2 separate regions of the Gossypium hirsutum genome follow, and region 1 is linked to region 2. Evidence: chromatin contacts called from public Hi-C data. All regions are on one chromosome and are shown on one strand. Each heading gives the region's core, a stretch centred on a gene start, on an enhancer-like site or on the middle of the called end of the contact. The rest is flanking DNA. Distances are from core to core; before and after follow the strand shown.

Region 1 (3,960 bases), core at 110-2,609, 36 kb after region 2:
GCCTCACAACTACAGTCTTCCAAGCATGTTTGGCTGCAGGCACTCATGGACATTAGCTCTTCACTGTAAAATATACCTGTAGTCCATACTATATTTTGCAATGGAGTGATGTTATAAAGGGGTATATTGTCCTTCCCTCCTTTACAATGTGCTTCACTATAATTTCTCTTGCAGCCGAGGGTATTGCGCTGAGGATCGATAAAATCAGTGCCGGGAAGGCATGCACAGTAAGCTCTGTCATCATTAAACGTGCAATAGCTATTGGTACCACAAAAGCCTTTAACTTTACAGGAATCCTCCAACGCACGCAACACTCGGGAAATTCGAAATCCACCACTTGGCTCAAATTGATGAGTATATAACTGGAAATTTCCATCAACATCAAGGCTTGCACTGTGAACGATACTGTCGTTGCTGCTGGTGGTGGTGGTGTTCTCGTTGTGGTCATTGTAGCTCACCTCTGGATAAAATTTAGAATTAATTTCTAGGTAGATGGAGGAATCAGTGTTGTTGATAAGTTGTAGGAAGCCTGTCGAGTTAAGAAATAATCGGAGTGAACGATTCACACCATCAATAGCTGTGGCCCAATAGGCAGTTGTAGGATCATCATCGACGTCTAGAGGGTATAGAACGAGATTCCCATCTAGTTGCATACTTAGATGAAACCTTCCGGACGAGTGATCATTTTCTGAAGAACTGGAGATCAACTCGTGACTAGGTAATAGAGCCTGACCACCTAAAAGGGTATCTGTAGGATGCTCGAAACTCTCCCAAATGGTATGATTGACTTTGTTGTAGAGCACAAAATTGCCTGAATCTAGCATGGAGGCAGAGAAGACACTGACAGCCGAGTCATTTGGATAAGCAATAACTTTATTTTCTCCGCTCACACGGCTCGAAAGAAGCAAACCTTTCTCGTTTAGTGTCAGAGTAGCAGTTGCATGGAGCGGCGGGTCATCACGGTTTGCTGTCCATACAACTTTGTTATCTGTCTTTCTATTGCCCTCCAGCCAAACTCCAATTGAAAAGCCATTGTCTTGACTGTAAAAACCAAATGCGAAACGACCAGAAGGCGAAGCCAATGAGGTGGGTGGAGTTAAGGGGGAAAGCGAATATCCCAGCCCAATGGTGCCGCTTGAATGCTTGTCTTCAACTCCTCTAGCCACAAAGAATGAAGAAAGGAGGATGAGAAGAGACCACACGGCTGCCATAGAAATTATTGTATTTCTGTCTTCTACTTTTGGAACTGATGAAGAAATTATTTTACAAGTACCCAAATTAAAATGGCCGAGGTCTGGAATCAGGGTTTGCGCGGAAAAAGACAGGTAACCTGACTCCTTACGTTCTTTTACCTAGGTAACATTACCTTCATCGAAAGAGTGAACGCACGTCTTGAATGCAGAAATTATTGCATAAATCCTTCTCTCCACTTAAACTATACGTCTAATCAATTAAATTAATATATATCATTCAAAGGTATAAATCAAGATTTCCAATTTCATAAGGATGGTACAATTCTACGTTATATTTATCTTTTTTCAATATAAAAATAATAAATTAGATTTTTTTCTTTGACTTTTAGCATTTTTAGTGAGATTTAATTTTTTTAAGAAGAAAAAGTTAAAAGTGAGGAGAAAAATATGATTTGTTATTTTTCTATTAAAAAAATAAAAATGACAGTAAAATTTAAGTTTTTTACAATCCGTTAGGTGGTGGAAACTCCAAGGCTCCATCTAATAATTTTTCCTTTTCAATAGGAGGGATGATGTAGTTGCGAACACGACATTTTCCTCCTTACTTCTCTCTTTTTCTTTTAGATGATACTAAAAAGTATAATTTTTAAATATTAATAAAATAATATCACGTTTTTAAATTTTAAAGATAATAAAGTATTATTATATGTTCATATATATAATATCTTTTTCAACTTAATTTAAATTTAATTAAATTATTTAAAGTAACTAATTTTTTTTATTATAAATAATCATCTTTTTTTACAAATTTTAATTTTTTTTCATAAGTTCTTTTTTTTATGCAACCAAATTAAAAAAAATTGTTTAATTTTTTCATGTCATTGATACATAATTTTGATAATTATTTTATATTGAATCTTAAATCTCGAACCCCAAGATTTAGGGTTTGGATTCAAAATTTAAAGTTCGAGGTTCGATTTTGAATTTAGGTTCAAAGTTTAGGTTGAGAGTTTAAAAATTTGAGGTTTATGATTTGAATTTAATGTTTAAGGATTTGGGGTTTGTGTTTAGGGTTTAAGGATTTAAAGTTATAAGTTTGAGTTTGGGGTTTAGAATTCTAAATTCAAGGTTCAGAGTAAAAAAACTACTAAAATTATGTGTTAGTGACAGTGAAAAAAATTGTTGAAAGGGATCATGAGTAATGTGGTGGAAATGATTAATAAGATAATTTCTCTATAGATGAGAGTATAACAATAATTTAGCTTCTTTACATTGTGATGGTGCAGCAAAATTTTATTGATGCTTAAAAACCTTAGTTTTTAGGATCATCGTAATGTAAGTTATTTTCTTTCTTTTACTAGTTAGTTTTTAATTATTTTAATTTTATTAATATTATATTGAAATCATTTAAAATTAATTTTTTAGTTTTTACATTTAAATTTTATTTTAAGTTATTTATTTAATATAATAAAAAATTAAATTAGTTAATTAATTGAAATATTTAAATAAAATATATCAAAATTATAATACTATTAAAATATATAAAAATAATTTAATAATATTTATTTTTATTAATATTCTTAAGGTGAGCTTGAACTATCCATAGTCTCTCTCTAACCATAAATAAGAGGTTAATGTACTTAAATACACTCGAACATACGTCCTCTTGTATTGATAACATTATCCATGTCAATCGAGTTATGACTCCATCAGCCGAAATATTAAAATTTCTAAAAGCACATCTTTAGATATTTTGTTATATACCAAAATTTCTAAAGGAATATCAATAGTTTTATGAAAAATCATTAGGATTTTTTATATACCAAAATCTCATTCCTAAATCCTAAACTAAAATGTATTATCAAATACCACCGTTTCTAATAACATATCCTTTTATATTTTGATAAATACAAAAAATTTTATGGGACTGTCAACATTTCTAAGAAAAAATCATAATAAATTTAGGACATGCTAAGGTTGAAAATAAGCAAAAACGACACAAAAGGAAAATATATTGTGATTTCCATACCTTGAAATTGTGATACCTCCAACAGTATGGAAAGATGGAAGATCACCTTTCAGTGGTATCCCGATATCCACCCTCAAAGAAGACCCCCAATGTTCGAAACTGCCTGAGGAATCGAGATATCCTCTTCTAGGTATCGCGACACCAACATTGTGAGGGGGACAAAATTGGATAAAAAGAGTAATCTTTTTAATTGATGTATAGATTAGAGACCTTTCACTTATCACATTATAATTGATGTATAGAGCACAAAATGTTTTTCTTTTTAACAACCAGATAGTTTCCACAATGATAAATATTGAAATTTTAATTTAAAAATTACTCCTCTAATTATTATTAATTACATGAAAAACATAATTAAAATAAACCCAACTTCAAAGTTAAAAACACTAATTAGTAACATGGGGAAGTGATGTAGATGGAGGGATCGGTACATTCATTGTTCCTTCCAGCATCAAGATCACATTTCTCATCAGTGGACGCAAATTGGGATCATCTTGAATGCACCAAAGCCCCACCTTCACAAACCTTTCCACCATTTTCATGTCCACTTCTTCTTCACCTTCCACGAGCTTATTCAACTCTCCCCCAACAAAGCAATTGTATACAAATGTTGAAAGCAGTATCTCATCTGCACTGCGACCTTCTACTTCTATGTTGCTCCTGCAACATACGATCTCCAACAGTATCACTCCGAAACTGTATACATCAACTTTTACCGATAACAATGCACTGTTTTGC
Region 2 (3,934 bases), core at 876-3,375:
ACTTCATAATTCATACATACTCATCCATGGCAAAACCCTAGTACTTTGATAACTTTGCAAATTAATCCCCGAGATAGCTAGATTAAGCTATTACGATCTTGGAGATATAAAAATTATTAAAAACAGGACAAGAATGTTTACCTAATTAAGCAAAATAAGTTGGCATGAGCTTAGGTTTCCATCTTTTTATTTGGGAAAGATGATGAAAAATGATGATATTTTAGTGTTTAATTAATTTACCATCTTTATTTTATCATCTTTCCAATTTAACCCTTTTCTTTTCTTAAATTTCCAATGATGAATAATCATACTTATCTACTAACTCCACTAAATGGTCTATTTCCCATATAAGGACCTCCAATTTTGAATTCCAAAGCTATTTGAACCCTTTAGCTACTAGAATTCAACTTTTGCATTCTATGCAATTTGATCATTTTCATCAAATTAATCATGCAATCGGAAAAAATTTCTTTACGAAATTTTCATACAACATTTCTATCATAATGCAGACCATGAAATAATATTAAAATAAATTTTCTTCAGGACTCGAATTTGTGATCCCGAAATTACACTATAAACTAATGTGTTTTTCTCTTTTATTGAAAATTAAAATTAATTCTAAAAAGATTAAAAAGATAAAATAAGTGACCAAAATAAAAAATTATGAAAGCTGAGTGACTAAAACGAGATATAATAACATTGAATTAATACGGGTGATCAAAATAAAAATGATTTTTAACCGTAGTAAATTGAAAATAATTTTTAACAATAATGCTTAAAATGAAAAGTTTTATTTTTTATACCTAAAATGAAAACTTATGAAAGTTGAATAACTAATTGTATGGTTTATTTATTTTTTTATCAATGCACCAAATAATTATTTGTTTTTGTATTGATAGATCTAAGACTCATAAAATTCTTTATTATGAATACTTAAGTATTTCAAATTATAATTAAAAATTAAATACATAAATTTGTACAATTTTGTAACCAAATCAAATTTTGTTTTATGGTTTATATTTGGAACTCGTGACTCTTCCCTTTTAACATTGTTGTCTTTCAAATTTAAATTTGCATCTCTTTTAAAAAGTGTAATGTATCTTATTGCTTCACCTAACACTTATTCACCATTCAATATTGTTTATCAACATTTCAGTAATGAATCTAGACAAATGAATGTCTAGATATAAATGAATTTCGACGTCCATTTATCTCCATTCATTCTAAATGTGCATTTTAGTAATTTTATTTTTTATAATTTTAAAATACTAATCATATAAAAAATGATATTTTTTATTTCACGGGTATAATGAACTTGGATAAATACATGTATAAATTCAAATGAATGTAAATATCTTGTTAGCTAAGTTAAATGTGCATTTTTTTTAATAATTTTATATTTTAAAAAAACTTCCAAATACTTTTAGAACTTTTAAAATTTCATCTTTTAACCACCAAGAGTATGATAAGTTTACGGTAGATAATAGATAAATGGATGGCAACAACTATGTTGTCCTTGACAATATATCATTTTAATGTCTTCTAAAGAGAACCAACGGTGATCATTGAGAGAAAATATAGGCTTATTCGTATGGTACAACACTGTCAGTTCTTCTCTTAAGGAATTTATGATTTCAAAAAATTAGTTTTTATAATTTTAAAAAATAAATTATGATTTTGAAGATTTATAAATAAATTTTTGATATTTTTTTGTATTATTTATAGAATTGTTGTTGAGAGTTAACATGTCATGACATCATTTTATTGAGGGATTAATAAAAATTAATGAACGAGTAACCAAAATACGAGATTTCATTAACATTATTACAATTATTTACCTTTTAAAAATTAGTTGACCCAAATATTAATTTACCAAAGAAGAAACCATTCCGATGAAATAGAAAGAAACCTAACACATTTGGCCTTGCACTCCACTTGCGAAGAAAAGTCTTGGTCAAGTCCACCTACACATTTCAATAGTGACGTTGGTAATTTACATGAAATAAGGCAAAAAGAAATATGTGATCATTATTTCCTTTGGGACTTGCGGATTGTGAGAGTAGTCTTACCCATTTGGAAAGAATTGAGGCCGAGCTGGAGCAAAGAATAGCATCAAGAGCGACTGTTCTCATTCGGTAAAACAGTGTAGCTCGAAGACATGCAACAAGAGACATTATTTGTGGCCCATGAGGCATTATCTCATGCAAAAAGGAGAAACCTTACGGCGGGAATTTTCAAAGATAATGTTAATATTTTGGCCCAAGAGGAGGGATTGCACGAAATTATAATTTTCCCTAATTCTTATCACTTTCTAATAGGAAAATAGAAATTGACTTTTTTTCTTTCGACTTTTAGTACTTTTAGTTAGATTTGAATATTTTTAGGAGGAAAAAGTTGAAAATTAAAAGAAAAAATCTGATTTGTCATTCTTTTATTGAAAAGGGATAAGGATGACGTGGAATCACTGTATCATACAATCTTTTTTCTTTGGCTCAGATATTAGATAGTAAAAATATATATATTTTCATTTGGAACTTAATAACATTTATAAAGGATATCAAGAGATTTGAAAATGGCAAATTAATTGACAAAGGAATGGGATCAATGCAACATGCATTCAGACAAGGGCTTCATTTAATGTATAATGATTTTTTTTATCGCTTCAAATTTATAAAAAAATATTATTTTAATTTTTCATCTCTTTTAATCCCTTCAAAATGAATGTAAAATTAATATTTATTAACTTTACTAATATGACACATATGAATTGCCACATGGATGACATGTCAACCAAAGGTGAAGCCAAAAATATTTTTTAAAGAGTCGAAATTAAATTATAATTTTTACTATAGTAAAAATACAATTGCACCATTTGAATAACTTATATTTTTATAATTTTTAAAAGATTAAATAAAAAAATTATCATTTTTAGGGAGGACCAAAGTACAATTTTACTTTTACTAATTTAAAAATTTAAAAGTTTTGAAAGATTTAAATGAAAAAATTTCCATTTTAAGGGAGACCAAGTCCCTACCAACTCCCCTAGATTCGTCCATGATGTCAACATTTAGTTAAATTTTTATAATTTTAAAAATAATTTATAATTTTTATGAATTTTTAAAATTTAAAAAATTAATTAAATGATGACATGTCATCTATGTGGCAAACTATGTGTATATTACAACAATAAAATTAATAAACATTAAAACTTAAATTAAAAAGTTAAAAAAGATGAAAAATTAAATAGAAAGCTAAAATATCTTTTATTATTATTATAATATTAGAGGGTCAAATAAATCACTATACCTATATAATTATAATCTTCCAAATATATCAGGTTATGATACTTCAAATATAACTTAAAAAAAAAGCCTTCTAAAACAGGAAAATATATCCGTATTAAACACATTTGTATTAGAAACTCAAGCTTCATTCTACTGAAAATCTATATGCAGGAGGGGAAACAAAGGAGAAAAGCAAAATAATAGAAACGACAGCATCAGCAAGCCTGTATATCAGAGCGTGCGCCACCTTTAGCCAACATCTAAAATTATGTGCAATTATGTTATGTATGATTAGAGACAAAAGTGCTTTTTACAAAGTTTTCGGGGCCAACAGATAACCCTTCTGTTGTTAACATAAATCTTAACCAAAAACTTATATTATATATATACATACTCCTATGATCACAAAAAGAGGAAAATGGCTTCAACTGTAATAGCATGTAGTAGTAGTCTTTCAAACCATAGCGTTGTACATATGTGCAAATATACCAAGATCACATAAGTTGATCATTCTCATGTACCTTTGCCAGAATGTTTAGCCCCAGGGGTTAAATTGGCAGATATGCAAGACTTACCACCTTCACTAAGCAACAAGTTTTTCATCTCTTTGTAACTCCTAAGTTCCTCTAATGCATCTGCCGTTGTCATTG

What was found. Hi-C and Micro-C count contacts between places; a contact is called where the count stands out from the background.
Region 1: a Hi-C map of leaf shows a contact between it and region 2, with 2.7 times the contacts expected there. The contact joins the promoter of LOC107959586 here to the enhancer-like site in region 2. A contact is called at or near these places in 7 of 34 Hi-C or Micro-C datasets (hypocotyl and leaf).

The regions. Positions count from the first base shown.
Region 1 is chrA05:106,538,898-106,542,857 of Gossypium_hirsutum_v2.1, forward strand. It overlaps LOC107959586 (G-type lectin S-receptor-like serine/threonine-protein kinase LECRK4), which reads right to left and starts at 1,360. Exons shown (of 1, transcript XM_016895671.2): 1 at 1-1,360. The coding sequence starts at 1,211. It also overlaps the pseudogene LOC107959585.
Region 2 is chrA05:106,501,961-106,505,894 of Gossypium_hirsutum_v2.1, forward strand. It overlaps LOC121229652 (a long non-coding RNA gene), which reads right to left. Exons shown (of 3, transcript XR_005927561.1): 3 at 3,540-3,934. Among protein-coding and RNA genes, the nearest start is that of LOC121229652, 4.5 kb to the right of the region's middle. Within about 2 kb of position 2,126, at least 1 of the 9 cell types and tissues checked has an H3K27ac peak or open chromatin away from gene starts, as enhancers often do. A contact at or near this core is called in leaf, where this site is marked.